2 separate regions of the Gossypium arboreum genome follow, and region 1 is linked to region 2. Evidence: chromatin contacts called from public Hi-C data. All regions are on one chromosome and are shown on one strand. Each heading gives the region's core, a stretch centred on a gene start, on an enhancer-like site or on the middle of the called end of the contact. The rest is flanking DNA. Distances are from core to core; before and after follow the strand shown.

Region 1 (7,138 bases), core at 3,215-5,714, 610 kb after region 2:
AATAATTAAGATAAAAATTTTGAAGTAAAAAAATCATATGTATGTTCAAAAGGAAAGTGTAATAAAAATATTAAATAGAAGAGTAAAATATTAAATAAAATAACATTTTACTACTGCCACTATACGTCATGTCTCTACAAATAACATAAAAAAAAGAAGAAGAGGGAAGTGGTTGCAATATTTTATTGAAGAATAGAATAACAATATGAAATGATGATTAAGTATAGGTCCGTGTCCATTTTCAACATTACATATGTACATTATATTATGACCAATCATTGGTTTATTCTCAAATTGAATTATATCTAATTTTAGTTGTGTCACTAAATTGGTACAAAGAAAGTAGCTTAATTTCTCAAAAATTATTAATGCAATTATAATTAGCTTAATATGTATGTATGCACTTTAGTCATGGTAACTTTAGTCATATATGTGATCTTATGAAAATCTTGCATCTTTTTTGTAGTGATCAAATATTTGTGTGGCATTATTTTGTGTAGATGGATCGTAATCAAGATCAAAATGCAATTGTCGGAGTCGTGGCTTCAGTTGGATTAAAAAATTAAAAACTAGGAAGGAAATTGCTTCTCACCCTCGTGTGAATTGAGATTATGAAAGAGAGAACTATATTAATAATATTTTATATAGAGGTGACCAGCATTGTATTGATGTAATAAGGATGAGATTGATTGCCTTTTTTAATTTGTGTGATATTCTTAGGAGGAATAATTTGTTACAATCAACTAAATCTGTGAATATTAGGGAGCAAGTAGTTATATTTTTTCATATAATTGGTCATAATGTGAGGTTTCGAGTGATTGAATCTAGATATTATAGATCAACTGAGACAGTTCACCGTTACTTTAGGGTTGTATTGAGAGCTATTTTAAAATTGTATAAAGTAGTTATTAGATTACCTGATGAGTCAACTCCTAGTGAAATCAGAAACAATCCAAGGTTTTATCCTTATTTTAAAAATTTTATTAGAGCATTAGACGGAACTCATGTTCGTGCATCCGTTCCACTTAGCATTCAAGGAAGATTTCGTAGCCGTAAAGGGGGGACGACACAAAATGTATTGGCTGATATTACATTTGATTTGAAATTTTCCTATGTTCTAGCTGGTTGGGAAGGTAATGCACATGATTCTCGTATTTTAAGTGATGCACTTTCACGCCCAAGAGGATTAAGAATTCCAGAAGGTAATAATTATCATTAAATACCAAATAGTTCTAGTAAGCTCATAATTTATTAGTATTAATTATGTTTTGTAAAATTGTAGGTAAATATTATCTTGCTGATGCTGGATATGGCATCCGAAATGGATATATTATCCCATATCGTGGTGTCCGATATCATTTAAAAGAGTTTAGTGCTCAAGGGCCTGAAAATGCAAAGGAACTCTTTAATCTTCGTCATTCATCATTACGAATCACTATTGAACGTGTTTTTGGGATTTTGAAGAAACAATTTCGTGTATTAGATGCTGAACCATTTTGGAATTTTCAAACTCAAGTAGATATAGTTTTGGCTGGTTGTATTATTCATAATCATATAATGGGAGTTGATCCTAACGATTTACTTAATCAATGATTATACGAGGAGCCTGAGTCTGATTTGATAATACCAACTCTTACGGAGCGAGAAGAAAGGGAAGAAGCAAGAGAATGGTTTGCTAAGAGAGACGAAATTGCACAAACTATGTGGACTGATTATATGGCTAGAAATATTAGGTAGGTTTAGGGCTTAGGGTTATTGTTTCTATGTTATGTATGTTTTAGTATTAAAATTGTTTTTTTTTTTTGTTAATGTTGGTTGGATAATGATATTGAAATTTTAGTTTGTTGGATTTTGAAATTATTATGTCTTAGATTTGTTAGATATTGATTATGTTTTAAGCTTGTTAGATATTGAATTTATTATGTTTTAAGCTTGTTAGATATTGAATTTATTATGTTTTAAACTTGTTGGATATTGAAATGATTGACAATGACAATTATTAATGTAGAATGGGTAAGGGCAACAAAGAAGGGACCTCCAAGCAATTCAGGTGGACAAAACCGATGTAACATCTTTTTCTTGAAATTCTAGCAGAGGAGGCCCAGAGAGGAAATAAGCATTCTAATACTTTCAAAGCAGTTTCTATTAATCGAGTTGCTGAAGCTATTATTGAAAGATTTCAAGTCCAATGTGATGCGAAGTATGTGGAAAATCATTTGAGGACTGTAAAAAACCAGTGGCAGATTATATGCACAATTCGGGGTGAAAGTGGTTTTGGATGGGATGATAACATGAAAATGATCACATGTGATAGAGCGACATATGATGCAGCAATGATGGTAACATATGTATATATATATGTTAAGTATATTTCAATTATTTTTTACTTGTTATTCTAATTGTGTATAATATTCAACAGGCACACAAGAAATATGAACCATTTTTGAATAAAAGCATTGATCATTATGATGAAATGGCTTTGGTTGTTGGCAAAGATATGGCAACAGGGAGTTTTGCCAGAACATTTGCTAACATAGATTTGGATGATGGTAACCAAGATTCAGTGCCTATAGACTGCGACAATGAAGAGACTGAAGAGGTAAGAACAAAAGTATCTTCATCTGGCACATCCAAACGTAAAAGAACAAATTAAATTTGTGGGTGAACAACTTTGCAAAATTGCTAATGCTTTGGAACAATTTACTGCGGATAAGACACCACATCTTTACGAAGAAGTGATGTCGATGGAGGAAGAAGGATTTGATGATGACTTCTTGTGTTCTGTGTTTGATTATCTAGTGAGTCATGAATCCGAGGCCAAAACTTTTTTAGTTAAAAGTAAGAAGCATAGAAAAATTTGGCTTCAAAATTTTTTTCAAAGTTGAAGATATTGATACTTTTAATGTGGTGTAATATTAGTTATGCACTTGGACAACGTTATTGTTATTATATGATGTACTAATAATTATGCATTTAGATAATATTATTAATTTCTAGTATTAATTGTGATTTGAAAGTTAATTTATAATTATTTAACCCTTGTTTTTATTTTTTATAACTCAATTACAAAATTTATTTGACTTTGGTTGTTTTCCATTTATGATGGTTAATATTCTAGCTTAATAATTGAGTATTATTATATATTTAATTTAATTTATTTATAAATAAATTATTACAATATATGTAAAAACAATTTAAAATATAAATTTATTAATATATATATATATATAAGTTTATTAATATATGTAAAAACAGTTTTTCGAAAAATATTTTCGAAAATCGCTAAACAATAGAAAATATTTTACATAGATTCATTCAAACACCAAAAAAGTAAATCATTTCCAGAAAAGTAAATCATTTTCCAGAAAACATTTTACTGGTAAACAAACGGACCTTATATTTAAAAATCTATTTGATGATATTTGAAGATTTATGAACATTTTTGCTAAAATCAATCGGTTACCTAGTCGTTTTATAATCTTTTCAAGAAGATGATTTTAAAATATTAAAAGTTTAAAATCTAATATTTAATTAAAGTTAATATTTAGTACACTGACAAATACTTATTTTTAATCCACAAATATCCTTAAAAATTATTATGAGTCTTTTTTAATATTTAATTATATCTTATAAGACATTTGTTAACCCATAACCCTTCTCGTGGAATCTAAAAATTTTATTGATACTGTATTAGATAATTTCCCTAATTATAAGAAGCAAAACTCATTAATTCACTCAGTTTAAAAAGGGTATCCGATTACTAATATGCATATCCGATTACTAATGCATCAATAAAATCCGACCCGACCCGAAAAAAAAAATACCAAATTAATTATCTTATTATTTAAAAACATTTCAAGAATGCGTGTACAAAAATAATAATTAAAATCGCATGCAGTCAACCATATTAAATACGCACATGCACACATAGAACATTTTACCAAGTCCATTATGTCATATCTGAGTATACAGTAATAGTACTTGCAGCAACTGAAATATTTGAGTCACATTAAAATGGAATAAACATATTATAATTAATATTAACAAATATGATTAAAATGAAAGAGTAGATGTAATACCCAATAGGCTGAAGGCTCAACAAGGATTAAAGGCCCAAGGAAAATTCAATTCAGGGCTACGTAGTCCCAATGGGCCATGTGAGAGAATTGGACCAGGTCTGTCTCAGCTGAGCCGGTTCAGCTTACGGGTCAGCCATTACAATGGAGCTCCAAACGGATCGATTGTTCAAAGCCCAAAACGGTGCATTTTGCACCTAATTCATTTCCAACAGCCTTGAAGCAGCCGCCGCCACAACCAGCACCTCCGGCAAATCCTGTTTCCGTTCAGGCAGCCGGTAATCGACTCTCTTCCCTTTCTTCTCTGGTTGGTTTTCCACGAACACTACTGCTTCTGAATGGCCTCTGTCGGTGCACCGTTGACGCTCGTTCTTCCGGTGGTCTCCTCCGTTGGAGCCGCCGGCCGATCTCCGGTCAACTCCTCACTCCCTCTATCTTTTTTTTCGGGGCTCTTATTATCTTCGTGGTTTTTTCAGTTGCTTTCTCTTTTTAGTCCATGATTCTCTCCGTGGTTTTTGCAAGTTCTTTCTCCTCTATTCTGGAGCTGGAAGGTTCTTTGGTTGTGCTTTTTAATTAGGTTGATGGGAATGGGCTCTCTCGAGTTGATGGTGAGGATTTGGCAGTGTTGGGGCTGTCTGGTAAGCCTGATTTAAGGATGTGTGGTGTGTGAGTGAAATGATTTAGGGCTTCTTTTTTTTTTCTTAAAAAAATATTTTTAGAAAAAGATTTGTGCTAAGTTGTTTTTTTTTTTTTAATTTTGGCATTTTAAAAAATGAGAATTAAGACTTTTAACTTTTTATCTTCTAAGAATATTTTTAGTGTTTAATAATTTTTTACCCTTCCAATAACATATTATTTTTCTTTTTTTTTTGTTAATGTTTAATAATAAATATGTTATCTTAAACTTTAAACCTTAAAAATAAAAAAATTAAAATAATAAAATGTGTTAATATCTAATTATAAATATTTAATAGTTATATTTAAATATTTAAAGTATAGTTTATATATTCTAATTAAATTTTATAAATAATTAATACTTATTGCTTAAAAATATTTAAAATTTATATTTCATATATTAAAATATTAACAATAAATTTTAATAAATTATTTTATATTATTATTAAAATATAATAATATTAACTAATTTAAACATTATTTAAATATATATTTATTACCGATAATACTATGTTTAAAATAAATATTTTATTTCTCAAAAATAATTTTGAGAATAATGTTAAATACTCAAATTTTAAATTAAACTTTTAAAAATAATTATCAAAAATATTTTTCACGGTATATTTTAAAAGTACTTTTTAAAAGCATTGTTAAACTATTCTTTAGCATATGAAAGTCTGATGGTTAGTGAGTGATGATGATGATGGTAATGGGCAATGGGTTGCGTGGTGGTTTTTCTTAGGGATGGTAATGCAAGGTTAGGGGTCAACAATGGGATTGAGATGATGAAATTGGAGAACGGATTAGCCATCAATTTAATTTAATTTAATTTTTTTGCTGCTTCCTTGTGCAAGTATGTGGAAGCACCAAATTACAAAATTTGCAAAGCTTGAGGGGTTTTTTTTCTTTGGTAAAATTTCCACTTTTTTTAATTTTTATTTTTTATAATTTAGTAAATATAATATATATCCTAGATCATATATGCTTAAAAAGTAATGGATTAAGGTCCAAAATTGAAAAGCCTAGAATAAAAACATAATCATATACTTAAGCAATTATATGTGATTTCATGGGCTCAAAACATGCTCCTAGCCTAAGGCCTTGTAGCCTACCTCAAAATGGCTTAGGTTTGAGTGATAAACTGGTAACATACCCAAAATTCAGTGTGTACAATCACCATACTACAATTTCCCGGTAGGTCACCTTCAGAGAATCTAGCTCTTTGTCAATTGTAAGCCCAAAAAATTAAAAAATGAGAATGAAAGAAAAGTTCCTAACGATGCCTCCATTAAACATGATATGCAACATTATTGATATCTATGAAAAAAAAAAGGAAAACAACAATGAACTGAGTTAATACATGTATAGAATACAAATAATAATTAAAAAAAAAAAGAGAATAAAAGGAAGAGACAGTTAAAAGCAAGAAGCAGAAACCAAACATCAAAATAGTAAGACAAGTCAATGGCTAAAGTTCAATAATCTAATTCTGGAGAGAAGATAAGAAGAACTAGTAGAGGCGACTGATGAAAATGCAAAGTACTCAAAATTCTATCTTAATCCATGATTACCAATTGTATCTTTCAAAAGGAATCATCCCAATGAAATCACGTTAAAAGCATGACTATTCCAAGTTCAGATTTCCAGTTTGTATCTTTGCTACAAACAAAGGATTCACGCCAAGAAACCATGTTACCATAAGAACCAAATAAATGTTAACCTTTGCACAAGTGTAACAATAACCAATGTTCCGGTAATATCAAGGCAGTCTATAAACCTAAGTTTAAACTCAATGATATATTCATTATGAATTTATATCACTAGTTTCTCTCAATTGCCACTATTTCTTCACTATTCCACACACAATAGCATGCATATATATATATATATATATATATATATATATATATATATATATATATATTCAACAGACCTTAAAAACATAAATTCTAACATTAAAATCATGAAAATAAATATCTATATAAAAATAAAAAATTTATGTGCCCAACAGTGCCTACGAGATGAATGTAGTTCAACGGTTGAAATGGCTCCTCAAACCATACATATGCACAAGCATAAATCCACTAGAACAACAGCCTTTTTATGCTTAATAAATTCATCGTTCACAATCTATTGCCCAACATTTACAAAATTTTGCCCAAAAGCAATAGTTTAACTATAGTGATATCCTCCACAAGAATATACATGAGAATGGGTAATAAAAAATTATCCGTCAACCTTAGCTTGTTAAGAAAAAAGGACAAGTATTTGAATGTTATTATAGAAGTCTATTTCAAATAGAAAAATAAATTTTTAGTTTAACTAGGATTACGGGGTGGTAATCCTAGTTAATTATATTAGGGTTTGTCATCCCTAATATTATCATG
Region 2 (7,516 bases), core at 4,495-6,994:
TTGAACCGAACAACTTACACTAACTTTTAATTCTATTGGTTAAAATTCCTCATATCAAAATTCATTATAAAATTACTATTGACTCGTATAATTTAAATATTAATTATAAGAACTTACTCGTCGGACTTGTGACCCCGAAACCATTGTTTTCGGCACCATTTTATTTCTTTTAAAAATGCCCTAGTTTTTTGTTTTTACAAATCAACCATTTCTCTTTTTTTTTTTCCAGTCAATTCAATCCCTCACTTTCTTTCTTTTTTTTTCTCATTTTTTCCCAAACTTTCTTTATTTTTTGGTCCTCTCTTTCTTGATTTCTATTAAAAATGTCACTTATCAAACTTTCTTTAAAAATGTCCCTTTGATTTTCTTGATTTCACATTACATAAATGATTTACATAAAATTATTTTACATTGCTAGCATTTCAAATGACTATCAATTTACATAATTTAAAATTTATATTATACAAAATATAATTTTACATTTCAAACATTCTAAAATAGTTTCACTTAACTTACAATGTATAAATTTACAACACGAGCAATTTTTTCAATACTAAAAAAAAAAAAAAATTAGACGATTTTGTTCAAGACCGACAACATTGTGTCTTACAAGTTGAAAAATAAATTGTTTAACTGCAACAGGAGCAACTTTCTCGATGCTATTATCTTGTAGCTCGGATGCTGTTGATATTGATTATTTCATCCATGCAGTTCGATTTGGGATTCCTTAAAACCTTCAAACATCCTGTTGGCTCAGAGAATCCCAAATAATCCACCCGTTGGCTACATAACCAATTTGAACCCGTTATTGTCTTACCACAACCAACGGAAAAACTTACATAACCAATTTGAACCCGTTACCGAATAAATTACTGGCAATCAAAAATAATCATTAAACATAAAAACATAAAAAACACCAATCATCTCTCTCCACTTCATCCTCTAATATGATATGATTAAAAAAATTCTCCAACTTAGAGTGATCTGTCATTGGGTTGTGGATATATATAACTATTTGATCATGTCATTCTATATGGCTTCACCAAATAAAATATTACTTTTTCAAAAAAATTAAATTAAAAAATAACACATTTTGAAAAAACCATACACGGTATATTGGTGGCGCCATTCTATATGGCTCCAAATGAAATATTATTTTTTAAATAGAAAAGCACATTTAAAAAAAAACCGGTGTGGTAGCACCATTTAGAATGACTCCACCCAATAAAAAATACTTTTTTATAAAAAAAAATTACACTAACACATACTAAAGTGGTGGTGACTATATTTATTTTTTAACTCTCCAATTTTTCAGAAATAGTAGTATTTCTCTAGTATTTATATAAGTGACATCATTCTACATAATTCCATCAAAAAATAAATTTTTTATTGATTTTACAGACGTGGCATGTTGGTGGCACCAAATTTTTTTGGACCCACTAATTTTTACTATAGATTTTAAGTTATTTATGTGTATGATCAGAAAAGTGGATATTTTTCTAATTAATCAAAATTTTAAGATCATTTGTATAAGAAAACCCTTAAATTCACCAAGAAAAAATTAGAAATTAAATCTCCTACTCTATCACTCATGGTTGATGTGAAACAAGAAATGGAGAAGAAAATGGATGAAATCAATTTTTAAGAGTTAGAATCAGTAAAAAAAAATAGAAACCATCTTTACTTCGTTGAAAATCAAGGGATTTTGATGAAGAAATATTCCCTCCAAAAATTGGCAATAAGAAATGATAAAGAGACTGATGAAAATTGATTTATCAAACTTAATGAATAAATTAACAGAAAATACTTGCCAATCAGAAGTTTATGATTTGAAATCAAGAATCAATGTAAATGTTTGAGAAATGTTGAGAGGATTTTGAGAGAAAATGGAGGGAAACGAAATGAATGGTGAAAAATGGTTGGATAACCATTCCCTCTTTTATGGAAATAAACTAATGGGAAATTTGCTCACATATCTTTGGGCAAAATTAAACTATCAAGAGTTAACGTTTTCTAAATCTAATTTCCACACTTTTAGACATTGACCCCTCAAATTACCTCTTTCACAAATTAGTCCATAATCCACAATTCTAGTTTCCAATTCCCATCTAATATTAAACTAAATATAATATTAACTCACTAACAATGAATTGTGGAAACAACCCAATACTCGTTCTTAGAAAACCTCTCTGTTTGACTTCTCGGAACGATTTGGATTCCGAAATCCGACACCTTCCAAACATTGAAAAATTTTGAACCCTTTCAACATATCCATCTTTCTCACGCTTCTCAATAATCAAAGAAAGCAAACTAGCCACCATCATGAAAAGACAAGAAAAGTGGATCATCTTTTCTTAATCCTCGAAAAGTTTTAGGGTAAATTACAAAAACGATCACTTTTATTTACCTCAAATTACATTATAGTCACTTATGTTTGAAATGTTACGTTTTAGTCACTTATGTTATCGTTTTGTTACAAAATGGTCATTCAACTGTTAAACTCCATTACCTCCCTAATGGCAATCCTACGTGGCAGTCCAAACGGCTTTTAAATGTCAATTTAGATGTCTAGTTGCTAGGATGAAAATAGATTTTTAATCAAATAAATTTAATTTAGACTATCACGTAGGACATCAAAGTTGGGAATTAAAACTCATTTGAACTGTCATGTAGGATCACCATTAGGGAGGTAACAGAGTTTAATGGTAACATTTCGTAACAAAACAATAATGTAAGTGATTAAAATATAACATTTCAAATATAAATGACTAATATGTAATATCAGGAAACAAATAGTTTACCCAAAATTTTAATTGCGCCTTTCTTTAACTCTATTAATCATAATAGAAAAATGAGTCGTCATGTCGTATTTCACAAAGCGATACACTCAGCATTTGATAAATCCCATTCTCACCTTGATTTTCCCCCCCAAGAAACTGCTATAAAACTGTCATAAAATTTTTGAAAGCCCAATTTACAGCCATGACCCCTTTCTTTCGCTATTTACATTTCTTCAAAGCATGGAGTGTTTCATGAGAGGTGATGGTGTTGTCCTAAACTTTTTTACCCTCAATGAAAGCATATTGGGTTAGGAGACGCAATCTGAAAGCATAGGTCCCATGCGACAAGCCATAAATCTCGCAATAACTTTGTACAGAAAGTCGCAATACCCTATAGGCTTGCAGTGGTTAAATTCAATTGGCAATTGACCATGGATAAAGAACTTGCATACCAAATTGATCACATCATTTTGACAAGGTATTCCAGGAAAAAACCACCCGAGCCCAGAGTCCGGAGTCTACCAGTACAAAATACTGCTTATTTAATCTCATCAAGAACATTATCCATATCATAAGTTGAGTTCTTTTTAAACAAATTCATGAAATGATTGAAGATAAGCCTCCCTAGTTGTTGATCGTCCTCAATCTACTCTCCATCAAGTCCTTTGAGTCTCCAAATTGCATTCGTGTGTCAATGGCACATTATTGTGGCATGGAAAAGTCAAGGTGTTCTTATCGCCATTTCATAGCCAATTTATTCTTGGTCGCTAAGCACAATAGCATTCCTCCCTTTACCACGCTTTGTCAATCTCTCTTGATCTCGTGTTCTAGCCTTGGTTGAGGCTTAGGCTTAATGGTTGAAATCTTGTCGATCTCTTTAACGAAGCATCTATCATCCTTTTGCTATTACCAAACTATCTTCAATCCTATGCTTGAAGGTTACGATTTGCAGCGCTCATGTTCTCAAGCATTTTGTTCATGGAAGAATCTCTCCTCTTGGTTCCATCCCTCCACCACATTTTTCTGGTTCCCACAATTTTGTTCCTCTATTTGAGCTTCCAACGATTTGAGGTCCATTTCATTATTCCACCTCAGAGACAAGCAACCTGATTTGCCTGTAAGTCCACATAGTAACCATTTCCTGAAGCTGAGCCTGCTGCGATTCTTCTACAGCTTACCATTTCTTTGCTATTTTCCCATAGGAAAAACAATAGACGGACAATGGCGTTTAATAAACTCTCTCAGTGCTCTAGTTGCCAAGGGCTGTCCAGCCCCTTGACAATCAAAGCTAAGACAGCCACTCAAAGGCAAAACCAGCATGGCAATCGTATTTCTCACATTACAGCAACAGGAAATAAAAAAACTTCATACCATAAAGCTTGATAGCGGTCAACAGATATGAGAGGCGATGAACACAGTTGTCAGTCATTTCATCAAATCGAAGACGGATACATACTGAATCAGAATATATTGATTCTTTTCTTTTTCATATGTTTGATTATCCAATATGTGCCAAACTAAGATGTAGAACACGAATACTAAAATAAATAAAGGGTTTTAATAACATTACTAACGTCCATAAAAAAACACCAAATAAAAATCCATTATAAAAACTTTTGATCGTTGCAAAACGATTCGAAATGCAAGCAATAAACTAAAAGTCAAAATCTAGTTTTCATTGCCTAGTACAAGCTAAGGGCAGTTTTAATTTCACAGGTCTTGTACGCTCAAACCTGCAAACATGAAAACAGTGACGGTAAAGACATATAAGTAACGGGAAAGTAATTTCAAATATGGACATAGGTTCAATAAAAACAAGAATGTAAAAGCGGCTCCTTCATCATGAATTACCTGGAGGAAGAGACTGCTTCAACTTGTCAGCCTTCTCAGCATCAGACACGCAAAGGGTGTACAAGTACTTGGAGCAGCGGACCTTGAACTTGACAACATCTCTGCTTTTCTTGATTTTTACAGAGCGAGCATCTTTCCTTCTAGCAGTGAGAAGGAAGTCCTTGATCTCATGAATTTGCTTAGGCTGTCCATCAGAATACAAATCTTAGGAAATAAAGCAGAACCAGAAAACATGATATTAAAAGCCTAAAGATCATCATCGACAGGTCAGTTAACTGCTCGAGCACAAGGAAAACACAAACTAGGACTACTGGAAATAAATAAATAAAAACTGGACATTCATGCTAACCAAACATTCCAACATTCCAAATATTTCAGCTTAGTTTGTTAAGCAGCAAATTAGTTCAAACTTTTAAACAATCATTTATCAGACCAGACCAGCCTACCATTAAATGAGTTCATCTCACGACTCAAGTTGACACTGAAATCAAAAGATACCAAAAAAGAAAGAAAGAAAAAACTCATCAACTCAATGCAATTAATAGCAATATTTTCAAGCAGACCAAGGGCAAAGTACCTCATTGCAAATATTCCAATGAAACAAAACGAGAAAATACATACATTGAATGCACAACCATTTACTAAAGTTTCACAATCCGTAAAACTATAATCTAAGGCAAAGCTCACATATTTCAAATGTCTCCTAAAATACAGAACCCAAACTATTTCTCAAAATCTTTTAAACCAATTCAAATTTCAACCCATCTTCACTAAGAACATAAACGAAAAAAAAAAAAGAAAAGCAAGCAAACAACAGAAAAAAAAATGAAACGATTACCGGTAAAAGAGGATCTGAAGAACAAATAATCATCATTAAGAAAGAGGCATTGACCATGAAAAAAAAATCAGACTCGGAGATCTAATGAAATAAATGGAGAGGGAAAGAGACTTTATTTTACCATTTTCAACTGAAGCTTTCAGGGGAGCTTCCTCACTCTGCAGGAACACCTAAAAATCAAAGCTCGCAGTCCAACCTTGTGTTTCTTCGTTATTTGATTATATGCAGGCGTTGAAGGAAAACCCTAAAAATAGTTTACTTTGTTACCCGTTTTACCCTTGTTTAAGTAGTTTTATTATTAAGAGTCCGAATCTCCTATCCTGCTGCTGGACTTGGACGGGATCTTTTGCGTAACAGAAATGACCTTATTATGGGCCAAGAGGCCCTTTATACTAAAAATTCAACATTCAATCGAATCAATATTTAATATGGATTGGCAAAAGATACACACCGTGAATTTAATTGAAATTTTAAAATTTTTAATCAGAGGATTAATTTTAATTAATTTAAGTGGTTAATTGAATTATAAATTTTTAAAAAAATAAGTTTAAAATATAAAAAAAAAATCCATGATAATTTTTTCCTTAATTAAAAAAAACATAATAACAACTATAAATTGAAAACATAATAATAAACATTACATTAAAAACATTATTTTTTTTTTTTTTACTTTTCTTTGTTTAAGTTTTTTTTACGAACCTTTCTCATGTTCTCTTTTTCTTTCGCTGTCTTAGGACAATCCTCTAAAGAGAGATGAAATCATGATACAGAAGGTTGGTTTCCTTTCCTCGAATCTCTCATTAAATAACGCTCCAATATCTTGTCTATGTATGAAGCCTGAGACAATGGTATCACTTTGTTCTTTCGATCCTTTAGGATTCTAATACCTAGAATGAAATTAACTTCTCCAAAGCCCTTCATGCTAAACTGTTGGGTTAACTATAGTTTAACCAATGACAATGTCCCTACATCATTCTCAATGAGTAGAATATCATCATATAAAACGAGAAAGACCACATTTTCATCCCTTAAACATTTATAAACATAAGGTGTATCTACATTTTGCTCAAATACAAAAGTCTTGATCGCTTGATCAAATCTTTGATTTTATGAGTAGGACACTTGCTTAAGTCCATATACGGGTCTAAATAGTTTGCAAACTTTATGCTTGTTTCCTTTAATTATATATCTGGTGGGTTGCATCATGTAGATGCTCTCTTCAAGATAGCCATTTAAAAATATTGTCTTGACATCCATTTGCTAGATCTCATAATCAAGAGCCGTCACAATGAATAGTAATATACAGATTAACTTGAGTATGGCAATCGGAGAGAAGGTTTCTTCGTAATCAATGTTTTATTTTTTAGTATAACCTTTTTCTACAAATTTGGCCTTATAAGTTTCTACTTTTTCATCCGCGTTTCTTTTCTTTTTGTAGATCTACTTACACCCTATGGGTTTTATCCATTTCGGTAAGTTTACAGGTTCCCACATTGAGTTGGAATACATTAGGTCCATCTTAGCTTTCATAGCTATTTCCCAGAGCTTGGAATCAACATTCTGTATCGCCTCGTCATATGTTGAGGCTATAATAGTTTGCTCTTTTAGGTTATAAAACAAACCACCATTTGTTCCCTTTGGATATCCTACAAACATGCACAATTTTGTCCTTAAGCTTAACTTCCTCGCATCTTTATCCAATACGTGGGTTGAGCATTCCCAAATCTTGAAGTGATTAAGATTCGACTTCCTGTCATGTCACAATTTGTATGAGGTTTTTGATTCTGCCTTAGTTGGCACATTATTCAAAATATAGCAAGTCATTTGTATAGCGTATCCCCCAAAATTTGTTTGGCACCAGTAAATAACTTAACATCGAACTTACCATGTCTAACAATGTTTGATTTCTTCTATTTGCCATGCCATTTTGTTGTGGAGTGCCCGACGTATTTAACTGAGATAGAATCTCATTCTCTATGAAGTACCCTAAGAACTCATCAAACAAATATTCTCCACCTTGAACAGAACCGAAGTGCCTTTTTGGGTA

What was found. Hi-C and Micro-C count contacts between places; a contact is called where the count stands out from the background.
Region 1: a contact with region 2 is called in a Hi-C map of leaf, with 2.1 times the contacts expected there. The contact joins the enhancer-like site here to the promoter of LOC108487444 in region 2. A contact is called at or near these places in 2 of 5 Hi-C or Micro-C datasets (both in leaf).

Annotation. Positions count from the first base shown.
Region 1 is chr10:38,048,172-38,055,309 of ASM2569848v2, forward strand. No RefSeq gene overlaps it. Among protein-coding and RNA genes, the nearest start is that of LOC108487176, 36 kb to the right of the region's middle. Within about 2 kb of position 4,465, at least 2 of the 2 cell types and tissues checked have an H3K27ac peak or open chromatin away from gene starts, as enhancers often do. A contact at or near this core is called in leaf, where this site is marked.
Region 2 is chr10:37,437,626-37,445,141 of ASM2569848v2, forward strand. It overlaps LOC108487444 (60S ribosomal protein L38-like), which reads right to left and starts at 5,745. Exons shown (of 3, transcript XM_017791792.2): 1 at 5,591-5,745; 2 at 4,632-4,815; 3 at 4,304-4,513. The coding sequence starts at 5,593. The coding sequence ends at 4,491.